Linked DNA regions of Mus musculus: regions 1, 2, 4 and 5 are each linked to region 3. A link is a contact called in public HiChIP or PLAC-seq data. All regions are on one chromosome and are shown on one strand. The core of a region is the stretch at or near the end of the contact, and the rest is flanking DNA. Distances in the headings are between cores, read along the strand shown.

The links. HiChIP or PLAC-seq counts read pairs in DNA pulled down with a chosen protein or histone mark.
Region 1: an H3K4me3 HiChIP or PLAC-seq map of bone marrow-derived macrophages shows a contact between it and region 3, with 5 times the contacts expected there. The contact joins the enhancer-like site here to the promoter of Tsc22d1 in region 3. A contact is called at or near these places in 4 of 39 promoter capture datasets (the C10 cell line, hippocampal neurons, liver and 1 more), 2 of 115 datasets of contacts at active chromatin or transcription factors (bone marrow-derived macrophages and kidney) and 1 of 9 other capture datasets (liver).
Region 2: a contact with region 3 is called in a FOXA1 HiChIP or PLAC-seq map of pancreatic cancer cells. The contact joins the enhancer-like site here to the promoter of Tsc22d1 in region 3. A contact is called at or near these places in 3 of 39 promoter capture datasets (hematopoietic stem and progenitor cells and liver), 2 of 115 datasets of contacts at active chromatin or transcription factors (bone marrow-derived macrophages and pancreatic cancer cells) and 2 of 9 other capture datasets (adipose tissue and liver).
Region 4: a contact with region 3 is called in an H3K4me3 HiChIP or PLAC-seq map of bone marrow-derived macrophages, with 5 times the contacts expected there. The contact joins the enhancer-like site here to the promoter of Tsc22d1 in region 3. A contact is called at or near these places in 4 of 39 promoter capture datasets (hematopoietic stem and progenitor cells, hippocampal neurons and liver), 14 of 115 datasets of contacts at active chromatin or transcription factors (acute myeloid leukemia, bone marrow-derived macrophages, embryonic basal ganglia and 7 more) and 5 of 9 other capture datasets (adipose tissue, embryonic stem cells, liver and 2 more).
Region 5: an H3K4me3 HiChIP or PLAC-seq map of bone marrow-derived macrophages shows a contact between it and region 3, with 4 times the contacts expected there. The contact joins the enhancer-like site here to the promoter of Tsc22d1 in region 3. A contact is called at or near these places in 18 of 39 promoter capture datasets (the 3T3-L1 cell line, 3T3-L1-derived adipocytes, the C10 cell line and 12 more), 1 of 15 datasets of contacts at CTCF or cohesin (the NIH/3T3 cell line), 3 of 484 Hi-C or Micro-C datasets (the AML12 cell line and cortical neurons), 18 of 115 datasets of contacts at active chromatin or transcription factors (astrocytes, bone marrow-derived macrophages, cardiomyocytes and 12 more) and 5 of 9 other capture datasets (adipose tissue, embryonic stem cells, liver and 2 more).

The regions. Positions count from the first base shown.
Region 1 is chr14:76,929,149-76,933,183 of GRCm38.p6, reverse strand. No RefSeq gene overlaps it. Among named protein-coding and RNA genes, the nearest start is that of Gm30365, 93 kb to the right of the region's middle. Within about 2 kb of position 1,518, at least 12 of the 459 cell types and tissues checked have an H3K27ac peak or open chromatin away from gene starts, as enhancers often do. A contact at or near this core is called in bone marrow-derived macrophages, where this site is marked.
Region 2 is chr14:76,949,432-76,953,363 of GRCm38.p6, reverse strand. No RefSeq gene overlaps it. Among named protein-coding and RNA genes, the nearest start is that of Lacc1, 85 kb to the left of the region's middle. Within about 2 kb of position 1,788, at least 100 of the 459 cell types and tissues checked have an H3K27ac peak or open chromatin away from gene starts, as enhancers often do. A contact at or near this core is called in adipose tissue and pancreatic cancer cells, where this site is marked.
Region 3 is chr14:76,413,914-76,418,205 of GRCm38.p6, reverse strand. It overlaps Tsc22d1 (TSC22 domain family, member 1), which reads right to left and starts at 2,385. Exons shown (of 3, transcript NM_207652.3): 1 at 1-2,385. The coding sequence starts at 2,123.
Region 4 is chr14:76,990,545-76,994,449 of GRCm38.p6, reverse strand. No RefSeq gene overlaps it. Among named protein-coding and RNA genes, the nearest start is that of Lacc1, 44 kb to the left of the region's middle. Within about 2 kb of position 2,594, at least 12 of the 459 cell types and tissues checked have an H3K27ac peak or open chromatin away from gene starts, as enhancers often do. A contact at or near this core is called in bone marrow-derived macrophages and embryonic stem cells, where this site is marked.
Region 5 is chr14:77,009,759-77,013,437 of GRCm38.p6, reverse strand. No RefSeq gene overlaps it. Among named protein-coding and RNA genes, the nearest start is that of Lacc1, 25 kb to the left of the region's middle. Within about 2 kb of position 1,392, at least 25 of the 459 cell types and tissues checked have an H3K27ac peak or open chromatin away from gene starts, as enhancers often do. A contact at or near this core is called in bone marrow-derived macrophages and forebrain, where this site is marked.

The DNA.
Region 1 (4,035 bases), core at 269-2,768, 520 kb before region 3:
AACAACACAGACAACTTGTCATGAGAGAAGGATGCTCAGTGGAGCAGATCCCGGGAAAGAACGCTTCCTGGGATGCCACTGCGGCTTTCTGCTCCAGTGGCTCAGAACTCCTTGTGCAGCAGGATAGTGGTGTCACAGGTAGCAAATCTGAAGAAATTCTAGTTCCGTTTAGACCTCAACTGACCTCATTCACACCATGATCTTTAGAGCTTGCTGGGTAATGTGAATATAATGGTAACTGTTTTCATCTACCTGAGGATGTGGGCTGGCCCTGGTTTTAGAACTGCTGGCACCTTCAGAGGCAGGCATTGCAGTCGTACAGTAGCACATAGCTCCTTGTCATCCCAACCTTTGAATGTCACATGTGGACTTTTTTTGACCTGCTGTTTTTGCTGACAGAGCTACCTGTAGGTATCTTCCACATCTGAGGTGGCTTCTTGCTCAGTAACAACTTCTACAATGTCACTTTTCTGGCTCTTTCCTCCTGTGAGAAGTATAGCACCTATCAATACACTGGTCTTTAGAGATTTGGTGATGTAGAAATTCTATCTATTGTTAACAATCAAACCAAAGGGGCTGACTAAGGGTCTGTAATATACAACTCTGGAGGCAATGGAATCAGATCTTGCAAGGATAAACTTGCTCTTCAGCTTTCTGGAGAACCTTTGAGTAAAGCTCATACTTAGGACTTACTATGCCTTCTTCAGTCAAGCAAACAGTTGCATGCTCACGGGTCCTCTTGGTGGGCTTATGCCACTCTGAGGAGCTTTTTCCTTGGTAGCTAGCATCTTCACTCCTTCAGATTTTCCCATTGAAAACATCCCCTGATGTTTCTGGCTTCCCCAAAACCTTTGCAGATCACTCCTCTCTAAATCTCTGGGTGTGTTGGAGATAGCTCAGCAAGTAAAGGCCCTTGCCACCAAGCCTGATGACTTGAGTCTGATCCCCAGGACCTACTTGGTGGAAGGAGAGAGCCCCCACTTGTACATTATCCTCTGACCTCTACACTCCAAGCCTGTGGGCATGTGGACATACGTACACACACACAGTCTTCTGACCTTCATGCTCCAGGCCTATAGACACACACACAATAAATTCACGTGGAGAAAAAAAAATCCAAATCTCTTCATATTCAGTTGGCCTAGTCTAAGCTTGTTTGAAGCCATGTTAGAACAATTGATACATTCAATTTGATTTTTTGTTTACACATTACTATGTTTTTTTGTTAAGCCATACATTCTACCCATTCCAGGTGCATAGAGAGTATAGTTTTAGATGTCACCATAAAGTTGAAAACCACAAGTTCTGCACATAGTTTATGATATTCAGGAAAGCTGATCGGTGCTCTGGGGTATGGGGGGGGGGTCATATTTAAGTTGGCTGAGAAGACAGGAGACATGATTGCTGGAGGAACGGAAGGCCACAGGGCTCCCTTTCCAAGCTGTATTCCATTGAAAGTGCCTGTTCAAAGCAAAGGAGAATCATTGTGACTCAAAGCCCTGATAATAGCATGTGACAGATATTTGACCACTTCCTGCTTTGAGCTCTCAGTCCAGCTCCTTAAGAACATATGTCAAGCAGACCTCAAAACACACTCAAAGAGGAATTTCATCTATAAACAAAGTCTTCAATGAAGTAAAATCCCATACTGAAGGCAGAAAGGCCACTCTCTTCAAGCTTTGTTGTTCCCACAGCACAGGGAACATTTTGTTCAATTCTTTGATTGAAGATGGATGGGAGGAATGAAACCCAGTTTGGTTTGGGAACTTAGCTACAGTATCATTTTGTCAAATTCTGTAATACTTTACATGTAGGATTCCATAGACCTCACCTGCTACTGGAGAACCAACGGGCATCATGGGAGAGAGTCAAACAGTCAGTCTGCATGGGCAGTGGAGAGCCTTGTGTTAGAAGCATTCAGGACTAGAGAGGGAAAGGCATGTCCTACATTCTCATGCACACGAAGGCATAACCTGACCCAGGTATATTCCAACTGTGAATGAAGAGGTGCTTATAACAGGGTTTAATTGTACTCATCTGGAATTTCGCCCCTCCTTGCAGTTGTGGGATTTAATTAATCCTCACCCAGAGGCCAGGCTCTTCAAGGCAAATGCCATAGAAGGGCAAAGAGTTACCTCAATGTGGCTTATAGCTAGATTCAGCCAGTTTCTATTTTATTACTATTCTCTATTGTTTAGAGAACCTTGCTGAACGATTGGATTGTATTTGTGCCTTGGGGCCCTTGAGAGCAATTGGAAAATACATTATAGAATAAACCACAAGATTATTAAAATGACTTCAAGCAGTAGGAATCTAATTTTTAGAGGAGCCTGTAATGTCTGTATTTATTCACATTCCATCCCTTAATTATTCATGCTCCATATTTTGAGAATAAAACGTATGTGTTCTCATCTAATTATCTCATCCCCCTCCACTGCGTAAGCCCTTCTTCATTTCTCATCTGTGAAGCAACCCTGCCCTCTGACAAGAAATTTCAGGGGGACAAGTAATATAAATGACAACACCAGAATTCCTCTCTAGTCTGCTTATCCTCCAGCATGTAGCCATTTCCCTCCTAAAATGGATACTCCCTTAGCCAAGTAGAGCATGGCAGACCTCACCGTAGTAGGAAAAGGCTTAACGCAAGGATTCCTCCTATTGCTCTTTGTTTCTCTTGGTTCGTATCCATCTCTGCCCCTTTCTTCTCTGAGGTGATGGTCATTGGGCTGTGCTACCATTTGATTCTAAAAGGACTCATGTGTTAAAGGCCTGGCTACCAGATGACAGCTTTCTGAGTTGTGATTGAAACACAAAGGTTACAACTTCTTCAATGGTTTGATTTGTTGATGGGCTATAGGGGAATGGGCTAGTTAGGAGGTAGGTCCTGGTTGGAGCTGGTCCCTCAACACTGCCTAGGACCTTAGGCAGTGACTCTAGCTGCTCACTGAGCTACCTTGAGGCAAGAAGATTTCTCTACAGTGATTTTTCTTTTTACCATTTTGCTTCAACATAAGCAAGTAGTGAACAGGGCCAACCTACCTATGAAACCCCCAACCTCAGTAAAAACAAGACAAAACAAAAACAAAAATCCAGGTTCTGACAACAGTACTTGCCACTGAACAAGACTGGTAAGGAGGCCTAGGTGATATCCTAATTTGGTTTCTGTTGCTAAGCAACTCAGAGAGGGAAGAGTTTATTTGGCTTGTAGGTTATATACAAGCCATCGCTCCAGGAAGTCAGGACATGAACTGAAGGAGAGGACTTGCTGGAACGCTGCTCACTGGCTTGGTCCCAGGCTTATAATCAACACTCTTCCTGCTACCTCTCAGGCCTACCTACCTGGGTATGACACTGCACACAGTTGGCTGCTTCCTCCTGCATCCATCAGTAGAAAATGCCCCTTCAGACTTGCCCACAGGGTAATCTGATGGAGGCAAGCCTTCACTTGAGAACCCTTTTCCTGTGTAAGTCAAGTTGAAAACCACAATTAATTAACACAGGGGAGCAACAGCTCTCGGGGGAGCAACAGCAAACCAAGAAAATGTTTGTCTTTTTCTTAGCCTACCACTACAGGAGGGGACAGTAAAGTGATTTGTCTCAAAGGTTGCATGTAAACCAGCATAATGGTACATATTCATAATCACACCACTCAGGAAGTGGAGACAGTATGGTCAGAACTTCATGGTCACTCTTGCCTACACAGTCAGTTTGAGACCAGTCTAGGATGTAGGAAACTCTGTCTCAAAAAGAAGGGAGTAAAGAAAAGGAAGAATGGAGGGAGGAAATGGTAGGAGAGGAAGGAGGGAGGGAAAAAAACTGTCTGACAATTTATTTTAGACCAAACACACTTAAATATTAAGTATATATTAAGAAAAAAGTAGATATTATGAACTTGGAAGGAAAGATAAGTAATCAATAAAGTCTACCCTTTTTCATTAATTGATTAATTAATTTATTTACTTTATATCCCACAGCTTCCCCTCCCTCCTCTCCTCCTGGGCCCTCCCTCTCACCTCACCTCCCTCTGTCTCTGAT
Region 2 (3,932 bases), core at 539-3,038, 540 kb before region 3:
TCTCCCTCATGTGGCCTGGCATCCATTAAGCTTCCAAGGTAGAAACTAAGTCTGCTTCAGAGTCCTAAGCAAGCAATTGCATCAAGAGAAAAGGCAGATGCCTGTGGGGCCGGGCATGGCTGGCAGGGCCAGGGACGGGCTCCTTGATGTTTAGTTGGTGGCAGGATATACCCTGGGAGTTGTTAATTGAGGGTGGTTTTGATTGTCCTCAGTGGCACTGTCTTCCTGGCAACTGAACAGGGTCCTCTGAGTCATAAGGAAATCAAGTTTTCCTTCTGATGACTTTCAGGGAGCAATCTCCCTACTGGGCTCAGGTGGAAATGGCTTTGTGACTGATTGTCATTCCATCCACGGAATCTGAAGCAAATGATACAGAATAAGATAACTAAAGAGCTCCTTATGCCCCTCGCCCCCCGCCGCCCCCCCGTAACAGAATAGGCAGGCAACAAGGCTAAGCGCCAGTTCTATTATTGACTGGACTCTAGAACATCGAGACTAGGTCTAATGCCAATCACTGCATTAAAGTGAAGCAACCAGACCCAGAGTATAACCTACACCATTCTCAATTACAAGTTCCATACTCCACCCTGACACCTGACACCATATTACACCACAGCCACCAGAGCAGCAAGAATCCCCCATCTCTGCACTTCTGGTAAGACCCACCTTCTATTTCTAAATCAAACAGGAAGAATCTACGGGTCCCATCTTTTTCTGCCTTCATGGTAACTTTGGTCTGGACATTTTTTTATCTTCTCTGCTTTGGCCCCTTTATTCCTCTAACAATAACCACCTAAATCAGTCATCCTCTCAACAGGAAGTGAAATTATTGAGCACTAATGATGATCAAACATATGAAGCATGAGAAAAAAAGATTAACAAAAAGCTCTTGGTCCTATGTTGCCATGTAAGTTTAAATCCTTGAGTGGTGTTGGATAGTAAATGAAGAATCATAGTATAAATACAGAGCAGTAACTGTGATGGGGAGGTGGCAGAGAGGCATACAGTGTGATTACATCCACAGAGAGACATCTAGGAGGAAAGCCAACCAGGAAGACTTCACAGGGAACACAATGACTCCACCGAGCTGGGCTCTCAAGGATGGAAGAACCTGGAGTTCTTGGCAAATTGGTCTTTTCCCTTATGAGGCCATAACGCAATACCTCCTAAGTCAGACTAGAACCTGAGAAAGCAAGGATCCTGTCAAACACGAGGCTCTCGTTCAACAGGCTCATCTACCCATGTTGGCACACAGGGCCTCTTCATTAGAGAATAAAAAGACAAGTTTCACTAGACTAAAAAGACTGAGACAGGCGCTCTGCTACGGTTGCTGAAATGCTGCTTGATAATTATATAATATCACTGAGTCCTGTCCTGCCATAGAGAATTGTCAGTGACTTTCTTTAAACATTTTCCTCTGATGGCTTTTCTGTAGCTTCCCTACTAACGCCTACTTCCAATCACTTCTCCAAGAGTTCAAGGACATTTGGGGCTTTAAGGAGTAGCTATTTCCTTTCTCCTCACAAAGAAATCTGCTTTTAGCCCACAACTAGAATGGACTTGGCTATTTAATTCCAGTCCCAAAGGAACGCTGATGTGTAAGTATAATTGTCAGGTGACACATTCTGCTTTCTGGAACTCCCAGGATAGAACTTAACAGCAGTGAGCAAGGGGACAGTTTGGCATTTGTGGTTGGAGAGTCTGATTAACAAGCTCCTTTCTAGGGAACAAGGAGTGCCAGCTGCCTGGCACTGGCTACTGACGTTCTGTGAGGGACCTTGGCAGGGATATGTCGCAAACCTCCCTGCAGAATTCCCCAAGCTAAGAGAAGCTCATGAGTCACAAGTTAGACTGCTCTGGCAGGCTCCTCCTCTTCGAGGGAAACTTGTGTGGCTCAGGAATTATAAAAAGGAAAATAAAAAGCAGCTATAGATTGGGGAGGCAGTACAAGGATGTGTGAGTATAGAACGGGGGTTCCCAACATTCCTAATGCTATGACCCTTTAATGCAGTCCCTCATGTTGTGGTGACCCCCCCCCACATGAAATTATTTTTGTTGCTACTTCATAACTGTAATTTTGCTATTTTTATGAATTGTAATGTAAATATCTGTGTTTTCCAATGACCTTAGGTGAGCCCTATGAAAAGATCATTCAACCCCCAAAGGGTCTCGACCCACAAGTTGAGAACCACTGGAGTACAGAGATGGAACGGGATACAAATGTGTAGATGCTGAGTCCCTATTCCCAGGGAGAATGAATAAAGATCAAACTTTAGTTCAGACTGTTTAACATTTCTTGCAATTGATCAGTGAAGTCCAAGTCACACCCCAGTGCACTCACACATTAAACAGGGTTGATGGGTTGTCAAATAAATTAATGTGTGAAATAATCAGCTTAAGAACTTCACATGTAGGAGGAATTCAAATCATTGCAAAAACTAGTGGGGCTGGTTGATGTTGAACACAGGAAGAGAAAGTTTAACTGTATTTACCTAAACATACACACACACACACACAAATTTTGTTTAATTTTTCACATGTGCTGTTTCCTGTGATGTCACTGTGACTTTTCTTTGTCCACTTTGATGAATTTATTTAGTTTTTAATTTCTAGTGCAAACAAAACATGTTCATGAATAATTCAGAAGCTAGAAAGCAACAGAAGGGAAGAGAGAAGGTCACAGGGAAATTCTAACCCAGGTGAGTGTTCTTGAGAATGTTGTCCACGTCCCTGCAGGAACCTCTGTGTGTCTCTAGAATAGACAGTGATTTTTAGCTCCATACTTGTTACAAGGTAAAACGCTGTCATGGTGGAGTGAACGCATAGACACCCTTTGTTCCTTTTGCAACACAGCAAAGAACTCTTGTTCATTTAGTATGTCCTCGGTGTGCTTTATCTTTCAGATGATGGTTCAGTGAAGAATTTGCTCATGGAAGGGGGAAGATGGAGGTGGGGTGGCTCAGAGGGGTCTGACTCTTCTGCAAATGATAGTAAAGTTTTTGGTTGACAGTAGAGAAGGATGCTGAGGAGAGACCACCTATTATGATGTCGATAAGAGAGAACACAGGCTCTGTAGAGGTGTGCTGCTGTGGGTTAGGAATCACACATCCCTTCTCTGGTGTTTTCTGAAAGTTTGCTAACTTTTTGTTGTCAGGCTGTTTGTGTGATGCTACTAGATTGGACCACAGTGTCATGTGTGACTTCTTTGATTTACACATAAGTGGGAGTTTCTCAGTTTCATCACTATTTCATTCCTTTGGTCATACCTGTGTGATAGAACTTCTCTCAAGTCAACAAGTACAATGTACAAGGCCTGCTTCTGTAGACACACTGCATCTCCTGTAGGAATACCTCCTTTTAAAGAAACGAATCCCCCATTGGTAGACATCTTGTTTGTTTTTAATTGTCCTGAATACCTTTGCCTTTCTTTGACTCTGTATGTGATAAGCTCACTGAATAGATAAAGTCTAAATTTTAGTACATAATGCCAACAACAACAAAATCATGCTCTTCTATTGCATAACCCTACCCCCACACAACCAGATTCTCATTGTCATTGATCGGTGCAATTCCCGTGATTTTGACAATATACCCAAGCATGCATCTAAAGAAGATGAAATCAAGCAAGATGAAGAGGCTCTGGCCTAGGGTGTGAGAACTGAGAATTCTGGCTGCTCTAGAGGAACTGTGGTGCTGAAAAGCCAGATGACAGCAGGTCTGCTAAGTCACACACAAACCAATGCAGCCTGAGGAACGAGTTCCAGCCCGATCCATCTGTGCAATACTGGCCTGCATGCCACGGCCATGCCATGACCTGAATAGAACTAGTTGGCACTAGAGAGGAAGCCCCTCCTTTCACCTGGATAATTATGTTCTCTGTTTTAGGTAACAGAAGCATGGGTGGAGGCAGGGGGACTTGAGGGCCATTTAAT
Region 3 (4,292 bases), core at 1,136-3,635:
GTTTGTACTGCTGTGGGCTGCCCTGGCAGCTGGATCCCCTGTGCCTGAGCCACAGGAATCACTGATATTCCTGCCCCCGTGCCCGTGGAACTGGACTGCCCAGAGGACAATGCTGCTTGAAATATTGGCTGCTGCTGCTGCTGCACATACTCTGAAGTTGGATTTTGAGTCACTGGCTGGCCATGGCCTGGGGCTATCTGCGCAGGAACCATTGGTTGCTGCTGCCCATATTGTAACTGCTGGGGTGGTGCCCCTGGAAGAGGAGTTTGCACGGGAGGAGCTGTCTGAGAATATGGCAGCTGCGGTTGAGCCAGGCTGGAAACAGAAGGCTGCTGACCTACAGCCGCCGTGATGCCGACCACGCTGACAGGGGAAGGCTGGATACCAGTTGCGGCACTCATGGTGGCTTGCAGAGGGACAGGCTGAAGAGTCTGCTTCTGCTGAAAGCTCAACTCTTGAGGCTGTAACTGTACTTGTGACATCTGTGACTGAGAAATACTCTGTGGCATACTAACCGCCGCAATACTCTGTGGAGCAGGGCTACTGAACTCTAGCTGTTGGAGAGCCACACCTTGAAGACCTGGAGGCGCTGGTGGTAGCGGCGGCTGCTGCGGCGCCACCACAGCCGGGGCTCCCATCATCTCTCCACTTCCCACACTCTCCGTGTAGTGACTCAGTGTGCTCACACTACTGCTCACAGAACTCCCACTAGTGCTCTCCCTCTCCGAGGACGATGCTTCCGTGGGGGTTTGCTTCACCGTCTCCACCACTTTATTGACGGCCACGCCTTCTGTAGCTGGCACAGCGTTTTCCTTCTCATAGAATTCTGTGCAAGTCCATCGACCTTTTTTAAAGGGTTCAGAAGTAGAGTCTAACTTCACAACCCTGAACCTCGATGTGTTAACTGTTGGTTGCTGCTGCTGCTGCTGCTGCTGCTGACTGGAAACCACTCCCACAGTGATACCTGCAGCTGCATTAAGGACACTGTTAGCAACAGGAGAGGAAGAAACGGTACCATTGCCCATGCCACTCAAGATACTCGAATTAACAACACTGGTAACTCCAGGCCCACCACTTATGCTAGCAGCATTAGGGATATTGCTTGTATTTATATTAGCATTACCATGCACGCTGTTCGTCACACTGGGACTGAAACTACCCACAGCAGCAATGTTAACATTATTCGTAGCGCTCGTGCCAGTAACCGAATTTATACCTAGGCTTCCTGTAGTACTTGGAGTACGGATGTTCGTCATCACTGATGCTGGTAAGCCACTCGATGGTACTGCAGGAGGAGGTGCGACTGGCACACCACCATCAGAACTTCCAGTTGTAGAGAGTTTCCTGGACACTGGGCTCGAGGGTGGCCCTCCGGGAATGGATGGACCGGCCACAGCAGCATGTGATGAATGATGGTGCCCATGGTGAAGGTGGTGCCCATGATGAGGGTGATGGTGATGATGGAGGTGGTGGGGATGGGCATTCCCATTGATCACAACGTTCTGTTGTGGAAGGTGAGGCAAATGAGGCTGAGGAAGGTGGGGCTGGTTAGGAGAGACTGCCCCAGGTGTCTCAGCTTCCTGGAAGTTATTCAGAGTCTCCTCTGAGGAGCTTCGTTCAGGCTCACCTAAGTCAGTGGCCCTGGAAAGGGAGACGTCGAGGATCTCGGAAGAGGAGAGATCTTCCGTGTGCGACTCATCCAGATCGTCGTAGCTCTCGGTGTCCTCCGCGATGCTGTTGTTGGAGCTGATGCTGGCAGAGATCTGAGCCGGAGTAACGCTAGTTATCTGGAAGCCACTTTTCTTTTTCATCTGAGTTCCGCCTGGCGCAAGAGGCTGTCCCTGCAGCTGAGCCTGCGAGAGGAGGTTCAGGCTTTGTGGAGGCGGAGGCTGGGGTCCCTGCGTGGAAGATGCAGCAGGAGGCGGCGGCTGGAGCAGCGAAGGAGGAGGAAAATCTTCAGAAGATGGAGCAGCACCACTGACGCCCGTACCTGCTGCATTGAGAGCAGAGGCGCTGCCACCACCGCTGCCCCTTCGAGGGAACATTGCCGGGTGCGCCATCTTCCTAGCACTAATGTCTGCAGCAGCGGCCGCCGCGGCGGTGGACTCCGGCGGCTGGTGCATTGTGCTGGGTACCGGGGGGCGGAGGAGGCAAGTGCAATTTCCTTCTGCACCGTAATCTTTGTATGGAGAAGCCGGAGAGACGAACAGGACCTGAAGCTCCGCCCGACGCGATCCCTCCTCCTCCTCCTCCTCTGCCGAAGGCGCCGGCTGCTCGTGCCTTCGAGGGCTAACTTCGGGAAGGGAGGATGAACCGGGTGAACCAGGTGGCTGGGGAACCGAAGGGGGACCCCTTCAGTCCTTCGCCATTCACTTCCCCCTCCAGTCACACACCCCCCTTTATATTCCGCTTCACGTGGGGTGCGGGGCGGGAGGGAGGGGAGCCCAGGAGGGGGCGGGGGAGGCGAGGAGAAGCGAGAAATGCCCACCTTCTTTGGCCAACTCCGGAGCCAGCTCAACCCCCTCCTCCCGCGGCGACGGCCGCTGCAAAAGCCCCTCCGCTCGTCCTGCACCGAGGCAGCGCGGAGCGAGCGGTCGCCCCGGCCCTCGCCACCCCCGGCGCCGCGGCCGCCGGCGAGCCCTGAGCTCAGCGTCGCTCCAACCTCCCCTGCCGGCGCGGCCGGCCCCGCTCGGGCCTCCCCCCACGGCCCGCGGCCCCTCTCAAACCCCCTGGGCTCGCGACGGCTGCTCCGGGAGGAAAGGCTGGCCGCGGCTGGGGCCCGGGCGGCGCGGCTGCGAGCGGGGCGGTGGCGGGGCGCCCGGTACGGTGAGCCCAGCAACGAGGCGCGGGCGGGCGCGCAGAGACGCCGGATCCTCGCGGAGCGCGGCCGGGGCGCGGCGGCGGCGGCGGTGGCGGCAGCAGCAGCGGGAGCCCAGGGACCGCTCCATCACTGGCAGCCATGGAGCCCGAGCATTTTCCTCCCTCGGGGCAGGCGCTCGGCTCGCCACACGTCCTCGGAGAGGAAGGGCGCCGGCGCCCGGGCTGCTCCGGCGGGCGGCGGGACGTGCGCGGGAGCGGAGGGGCGAGCTCGCGTCCTCTTCTCGGCCCGCCGGCTGGTTCGGCACCGAGCTGCTCCCGCGACCGGGAGGGAGGGAGAGAGGGAGGGAGGGGGCCGCGGGCGGCGGTGGCTCCTTTTCGCGGCGGTGGCGGCCAGACGGGGCTGGTGCAGCGGCTGCAGCCGACGCCGTTCAAAGAAATGAGAGGTGGGGTTGGTCGGTGGCGGCGCGGGGCGGGGGAGTGGGAGGGCGTCGGGCGAGGAGGGGGCTGTGATGGTTGTTACTAGTGCTCTTCTCGGGCTGCTCCGTATCCCCTGGTCTCTCGCGGCATCAAGAGAGGAGGGACCAGCGCCCCAGCGCGAGAGGAGGAGGGTCGAGCTCTGACCGAGGAGAAGGAGGAGGAGGAGGTGGCAGGGGGGAGGGGTCGTGGAGGAGAGGAGGGAAGATGGCGTCTGCGCGTGCGCGCCGGCGCTGCAGACATAAAGCCGGGTCTGACCAGGGGAGGTGGCCTGTCTTCGGTCCGCGCCGAGCTCTCGGCTCCGTCTCCCACGGAAATTACCGAAGGCCGGCGGAGTCGCCGACGCCGGAGGGCGGTGGGGGGTGGGGCACTCGGGCGCGCGAGCGAGCGAATCCGGGTCGCGTGGAGAGGCTGGGGTGGGGCTGGGAGGGGGGGGGGGAACCACGCCGCGCGCGTGCGCGCAGGTTAGGCGTGTCCGCTGCTGTCTCCCACGCGGACCCCGGCGGCGAGGCGGGTGCGGAGCGCTAGGTCTCGGGTGTGCGCGCCCTGGGGCGGTGGCTCCCCCGCCCCGGCCTGCGGAACGGGTAATGAGGCTTTTCTCCTCAGCAACAGCAGCATCACGAGTTGCAGCTCCCAGGAGCCCTCCGCTGCTGCCACGACATGAGTCAGGCTTTCTTCCTCGGCGCGTGGCGGAACCCTCCTCCTCCTCCTTCTCCAAGCAGCAACCTGGCCTCCCCCTCGACCCGCACCGCCCTCGCCCCTTCCGGGGATGCCCCGATAGAATCGGGTGTCTTCCCCCACAGCAGTGGTACCTTTTGTGCAGAGCGGTGGTAGTTGCCACGCGGTCCCTCGCCCTTCGACGGGCAGGGTCGAGACTGCTAGCATGTGGCACGGATGTTTGCAGGGAATCTCCCAAGCCCCTCCAAGGGAAGGCTCTTACAAAAGGGAGTGATCCTTGCTGTCCTTCCTTATCGGGTGGGAAGAAGCTAGCCGGCCCT
Region 4 (3,905 bases), core at 1,345-3,844, 580 kb before region 3:
TTTTTGAAGCAAGGTCTTGCTTTGTAGCCCTGGCCTATCCAGAACTTGATATGTAGCCCAGGTTGGCCTCAAGGAGGAGATAATCCTCCTGCCTTTGCCTCTGAAGTGCTGGGATCGCAGGCATGCACCACCAGACCTGGGTTCTTAATACTGACATATGGTCAAACATATTTATGGATTGTAGTTTGCTATTGCAGGTATGTGTAGAATGTATAATGATCAAATAAAAGTGGTGACTACTTCTCCCCTTTTATCATTTCCTGAAGCGTTTGAATTTGTCTTTTCTAGTTCTTCATAGAACATATAATAGATTGAAGGGATGTCTAGCCTTTTGATGTTGTGTCACAAATGATGTCATCTATAAAGTTCATGACTGAAAACCATTAAATAAAATTACAAAAGAAGAAAAATGAAAAAACAAAAAAGCAACTTCTCATAAGGTTTCGAGTAAGTTTTCATGGTGAATCACATTCATAGTTACCCTGAAGCCAATGCAGTCCGCGGGCTTTAGGTTGGGCACAGTGTAAAACAAACTTGCCTCCTGGCACTTTAAAACACTGTGAATTATTCTTCCCATCTAACTGCTTGTGTCCGGTATCTAACCTTCTTTATTTCTGCTCCCTTTCCTAGGCTCTAGTAACCACTGTCTACTCTTCTTGAAGCCTAATATTCTATCATTCAAGATATATAGTATTTGTCTTTCTGTGCCTGGTTTATGTCATTAAGTATAAAGTCTTTTGGTTTGATCCATTTTGTTGCAAATGACACAATTTCCTTCTTTTTTGTAACTGAATAAGATCCAGTTGTACATAAGTCTCTTAATATATGCTGGTGGATATACCTGTGTTGATTACCAATCTTGGCTATTTGGAGTAGTGCTGCAGTAAACACGGGGGCGGGGGTGTCAGTTACACCCTTTGGATATTTATTCAGGAGTGGGATAGTTGAATCCTATGAAAATCAGAAATGGAGTCTCAGGTTTGCCTGGCTTCTGAGAATGCCATCATTTTTACAGTAGGAGGCAAGGCAATAGAATATTTTAGAATAGCATCTCCGTAAGTACATAAGTAGGCCATAGATGTATGGTACCAGGTCTAGCAAGAATTGAAACACTTCAAGCTCAGTATGGTGGCATGTATCTATAATCCTAAGCACCGCAAGGCTGCGGCAGGAAGATGGCTTTAAATTCAAGGCCATCTTGGGCTACATAGTGAGTTCCGGGATAACCTTGGCTATAAAGAAAAAGCTTCTAGTGTTTGTTAACTGAAGACTGCCCACACTCCAGAACCAGCCTGCCTTCTGCAGCTCAGCCAGCAGTCACATCATCACCAGCCACCAACACCACGCATTTCCACTGTCCTTGTGGGGTGCATACCCTTTATGAAACCCATGCTGCACAGCTTGCCCTCTTCTTGTCCATCCTCAGTCTGAGGCAGCCATTCATTCTCTCCACCACCCACCCCAATAAATCTCCTGCGCTGGGTCCGTTCTGTGCTGTGATCTTTGCGACATTCCTTGCCCTCTGATTGCCTGCAAATCCCTAATACCTAGTTGAAAGAAAACTATGCATCCATTAGCTATGCATGTAAATAAATGCATCTATATGTATACATGCATGTGTATATGTTTTACTGTTCTATATATTCTTTGAAAGAGATAAATAAATGGAAAATGTTATTGGCCTTGTTCCTTTGGATCAAAGATTTCTTTTTTATCATGACATAAATCACTTGATACAGATAAAGAGCCAGAGTAATTTCAGAGGAGAATGTTCAGCCTACTTCTATGCTAATAATGGATCCTACCTCATGGCTATTTTTGAAAAACTCCTCAGCCTGTTTAAAAAGGCTGGAATTTATCAATTTGAATATTTCCATGACACCAGCTTTATATTTCTCCATCTGAACTTCACATAATTGCTTCTGACTAGAAGATAGGTAATTTGCCTAGCTTCTTTATTTAAAAAAAAAAAATCAAAAACCAACAAGGCAAAATGTGGAGAGTTTCCAAGATTATTTCTATTCTTTTCTTTACCTTGTTAAAGCTAAACTACTTAAATAGCCAATTCCAACTAATATCTATTCTCTTAACTATTCTGAAAGTTTGTAGGATTGTAGTTTTTTTTTTTTTTAATTGGGATCTACAGAAAACTTGTGTAACTTACACTACCTTCTCTTAGAAGTTGCATCCTGGGCTGGAGAGGTGGCTTAGCGCTTAAGAGCACCAACTGCTCTTCCAAAGGTCCTGAGTTCAAATCTCAGCAACCACATGGTGGCTCACAACCATCCTAACAAGATCTGACACCTTCTTCTGGAGTGTCTGAAGACAGCTACAGTGTATTCACATATAATAAATAAATAAATCTTTAAAAAAAAAAAAAAGAAGTTGCATCCTTTTTTTTTTTTTTTTTTTTTTTTCAAGACTCAGCCATGTCTCTCCCATAAAGACTGAATTGTTTTGCAGGTTTCCTACTTTGGAGTATTCTATCAAATTTCCTTCAAGCTGTTGATTCAATCATTGCACCCTGCATTGTAAGTATGAGTCAACTAAACTTATCATAATGTCTTCCTTCTCTTTATTTTGAGGAATTGGATTAGCATGCTAATGGATTTCTTTTCTGTGAGTCAGCCTTATTATTTTTATGGTGAAAGTTCCTGCTTTGTTTGGACATCTCTGGATTTAATTTCATTGATGAATGGTGGTTGAACTTTTCTTTCCCTTGCATGAGATCCTTTGTTTTGTCCTTTCCTTTTCTCTTTCTTCCTATGTAGGAGTCCCATGCTATTGCTCATCTCTGAAAGATAGTTCACACATTGTTCAGGTATATAATTCCAGCTTCCTTTGTCCTACAGTATGAAAAAAAAAACCCAACAACAATTAGATTAAAAGTCTTTGAAAATGAATGCAAGAGGTTGAGAGAAATAACCTGAATTTTCTAAGAACTTTCAGTATGTGAGCATCAGAACCAGACCCCAAAAGCTTTCCCTCTGATCTCAGGTTCTTTTGTTGTGGGTTGTGTTGTCTCTACGTTGAAGGAGAACAATGGCTGGGAGACAAAAGGCAAAGGAAGATCTTCCAGTATAGATACTGCCTTTCCCTTGGGTCACTGAGAGTCCATTGGTATTCTAAAGGAATGACATTACCATTTTTATCAATCATCCATTAATTACATATGCTGCTATGGGCATGTAGGGATGCAGATACCAACCGATATTTACTGAACAAAACCTTGTCCAGGAACTTGCCATATCATCTAATTTCTCACTATTATCTTTTAAGAGGATAACTGCTAATCTCATTTTCCAAACAAACAAAGAGACACAGAAATAAAATGACTTCCCAAAGCCATAAAGCTAGTAGTAAATATGTAAGTTCAAGAACTCAGGTGACCCTAAATTCATTTAATTTTTATTGTATAACAGAGCATGTTCATTAACACCTTTACATGTGCCCAAATGTCACATGTTATCTGATCCAAGTTCTACAAAGCACTTAGAGTAGATATATCTGTAGACCTAGAAAGTAGCTTAACAGTGCTTCTGCCCAGGGTAGAGAGAAAGGTCATGTCTGAGAATGGGCACATTCCTTTTTGTAAGCAAAGACACAGTGAAACCACAAAAGTAAACTGCTCTGTGGGTTGGTTGAAAGAAAGGTTTACTGGTGACCAAGCAGCCAATGCTATCTCATAGGAAGGGGAGGCACAGGAAAAAGCAAAATGGAAGGAAGAAAGAAAGAGAGAGAGAGAGAGAGAGAGAGAGAGAGAGAGAGAGAGAGGAGAAGAGACCATGACAAGGAAGTAAGCTCAGGAAGGAATTTGACATTAGAGCATGACAAAAGAGTAAGTTCAGGCAGGGACCTGACATTGGCCAAGGACAAGGAAGTAAGAATCTGGTTTTAGGGTAGAA
Region 5 (3,679 bases), core at 143-2,642, 600 kb before region 3:
CAGACACACACACACACACACACACACACACACACACAGACAGAACAGGACATGGACAGAGAGATCTCTTAGACTCGCAAGCAAGCAGAGTTTAGACAGAGAAATCTCCAGAGAGCAAGCAGAACAGAGAGAGACGCAGGCTGGAAAGGCTGTAACAAGCAGAACACAGGTCATCAGCTTGGATCTACGATTTGACTTCGAGTCATTCCTTTCACTGCTCCCAGAAACCCCTTCTCCACACTGAGGCTGGTCCTTGGCAGATACATTAGGGACTTTGGGCAGAGAACCATCTTGTTTGCCGTTTATTACAAGAACACTGGATTCCATAGACCAGCATTCTCAACTAGGACACAAATGGACTGTGGAATGGATATATATATATATATATATATATATATATATATATATATATATATGTATGTATATATTTGTGGTTTTCAATGGTGCCTCCCTAGGACTTGGGGGACAAAGGGAACAATGTAATGTTCATGCAGCTGCTAACAGTGAACAATGGAGTCTTCTGTCTCTATCCCAAGCATCTCTTGCTTTCTACCAATATCCATAAAGTAGTGACAGGCTAATGTGTTAACCTGTAGGTAGTGCGAGATCGAGGCATCCGAGGCATGGTGAGGGAGAAGCACAGTATGGCATGGCTTTCCCTAGCTAGAGGTGTTCCAAGAGGATAGGTAAACCTCACTGCATAACAGCCGTGAGACAACCTCTTAGCATTCCTGTGGACGTTCAGTGTTGTTCAAATCACACACATTCCATTATTTGATTTTAGAGAGCACAGTAGATAGGTTTCAGCTTCCCTAGAGAATTCTAGAAGGTTCTTGGATGGTTACTTCAAACGAAGAATACTGCTGTACCTGAGTTGAACAGCTAGGGATTTCCTATATTAACCTGGCTTCGGCACATATTAAAATGACCTGACTTCTATCCAAGGGAAATTCAAGGTATTATGTCAAGAATCTAATAAATACATCTTTACTATCATGTCAGAGCTAATAGCACCTCTCTAATTGAGTCTCTCTAATGTTTGCCTCGGAAGCTTGGCTTTTTGTTTGTTTATTTGTTTGAATTGTCTTTTTTTTTTCTGTTTTTTTTTTTTTTTGACTTGTGGTAAATAACGTGCCCTTGGTTTGTCTTCCTAGACATTCGCAGTCATGAGTTTCATTTGTATTAAAGAGATTTTATTATTTACTGAGGTGGTAAGCACAGATCTCACATATTTTTCTCTCACTGCTTGAAAGGCCCTGCTCAGGCCACTTTAAAAATAAATATATTAAAATTTACCCTAGCATTGCGAATGAGTGATGTCATCCAGAGTGTTACTAGGGATGGCAGACAGTCTTCTCTGAACACAAAGCTTGACAAGAAGCCTCACAGTGAGAGCCTCAGCCTGAAGCATTCCTGTCAGAACCTCACACTGCCTTTGTTTTCGCCTTGGCCGTTCTTTGTGCACTGTGCATATTCAGCCACTGGGTGGCAGTATGTGCTTAAGAATATTTAATGTTTGCCACCTTGTTTTGACAGAATTTAAGAAGTCAGGTTTTTGTTTGTTTGTTTGTTTGTTTGTTTTTGTTTGTTTGTTTTGTTTTTTGCTTTTCAATCTTGCAAAATGACCATTGTATTGAATATAAGAAATACAAGTATTTTCTGAATGCAACAGCCTACTCATAAAGTGCCTGAAAATACTTCTTTTAAAAATATATTTAATTTGAGTTTTACAGTTTCCGAGGATTGAATTCATGACCACCATGGTGGGAGACCATGAGGCAGAGAGAACTAACAGGGAATGGGGTGGGCATTGGCACACTTCCTTCAACAAGAACACATATCCTAATCCCTCCCAAACAGTTCCACCTCCTGGGGACCAAACGTCTGAATGTACATGCCTATGGAAGTCACTCTTGTTCAAATCTCCACAGTTAAAATGTATGGTGATGCTCTGCTTGGCTTTTCTCAAAGATGTTGGAACCCAGCTAACTTTGTAGGCCTCCTCTCTAAGAAGCTTCTATTGCAGAATTGGGAGTCTGTAAATTCTATCAGAACACCACACACCTTCTCCAACTCATGGGAGTGGTTTTCTGACACCAGGTCCTAGTACTGACAGGAGACACACACACACACACACACAAACACCCATCCCTAACTCAGACGTGATGTTCACTGATGACCAATCGCAAATGGAAAATCAGTTCTTGCTAATGAATCACAGTGGAATCACCCATAAGGCCAGCCACCATGCCCAGCTGTAGCTGGCCAACACAAAACAAAGGAATTGGCATTGTTGGGGGTTCTTTGTCTCAGAAGGTTTTAACAAGGCTGGGGCATTGTTTGTTTTATTACCTTGTAGGTCCTTTGCATAACATCAGAGCTTCCTGTTTTCTGTGTGCATAAACATGTGTGTCTCTGCATCTACATGTGTATCTCACGCTCTCTCTTCGGCTCTTTTCTTCTGTTTGTGTCTTTGTTTTGTCCTGTATCTGCTTTTGTATATACATATATACAATTTTGTGTGTATATATATATATATGTATATATATATATATGCGTGTGTGTGTATACATATATATGTGTGCGTGCGCGTGTGCACACACACACACACACACACACACAGAATGCATTCGGTTTGCCTATCTGGCCTCTGGTTCTTGGCCACTCAAGCAGTGTTAGGGATGGGCTCCATTGCATAGGCTTTAAGTTAAATCAGACGAGCTTTCTGCCACAATTGCACCGGTATATCTTGCAGGAGAATCAACATTGTAGATCACAGACTTGGTAGCTGGATTTGGATTTATCTTTCTCCTTTCATGGCATGCAGGGTAGCCTCCAGTACCATGAACACTAGTCTCTAAAGCTGAGAGCTCTGGGCAGGCTCCAGTGCAACTTCTTTGTGCTTGATAAGCCTTGTAGGTGTTGTCTTCAGCCCTGGTGCTCTTACCTCTCTGTCTGTTGCCTGATGATGGATTTTTCTCCTTCCACGATGTTCCCCAAACGTCAAAATACAGCCACAGTGATATCAGGAGCTAAGCCATTAGTCTAGCACCACAACTTTCTGATATTTTCTGTCTTACCCTAGGCATGATACATGGATACGTGCAGATGTTGAATGTCCATGCACTTAAATTAATTCTATCCCCAAAGCAGAATGAGACCAATTAATTTGTTCTGAATATAATTTCTCTTCAGTTAAGACAATGCTTCCCGACCTTCCTCATGCTTCAACCCTTTAATACAGTTCTCCATGTTATGGTGACCTCCCCATCATAAAATTATTTCATTGCTACTTCATACCTGTAACTTTGCTACTGCTATAAATCATAATATAAATATCTGATATGCAGGATATCTGATATACAATTTCCAAAGGGCTTACAACCCATAGTCTGAGAACAGCTTAACTCAAAACACTATAAACATGGAATTATCAAAGTGCATATTTTTCTCTTTTGGTTGTTTGTGGATTTTTCCTATGTTTTACTTAATAAAAATAATATTTACTCTTAAATCATGTTTTATCTTTCTCACTTCTCAAGTGAATGTTTCTTGTTTCTCCTGTATGGTTTGCTATCTAATTTCCCAAGAGTCATTTAATAATATTTTGGTGTTTCTTTGATTCACCACATGGCACTGGTTATTGCTGATTATAATGGGAGATCTGGCTCATTTTCTT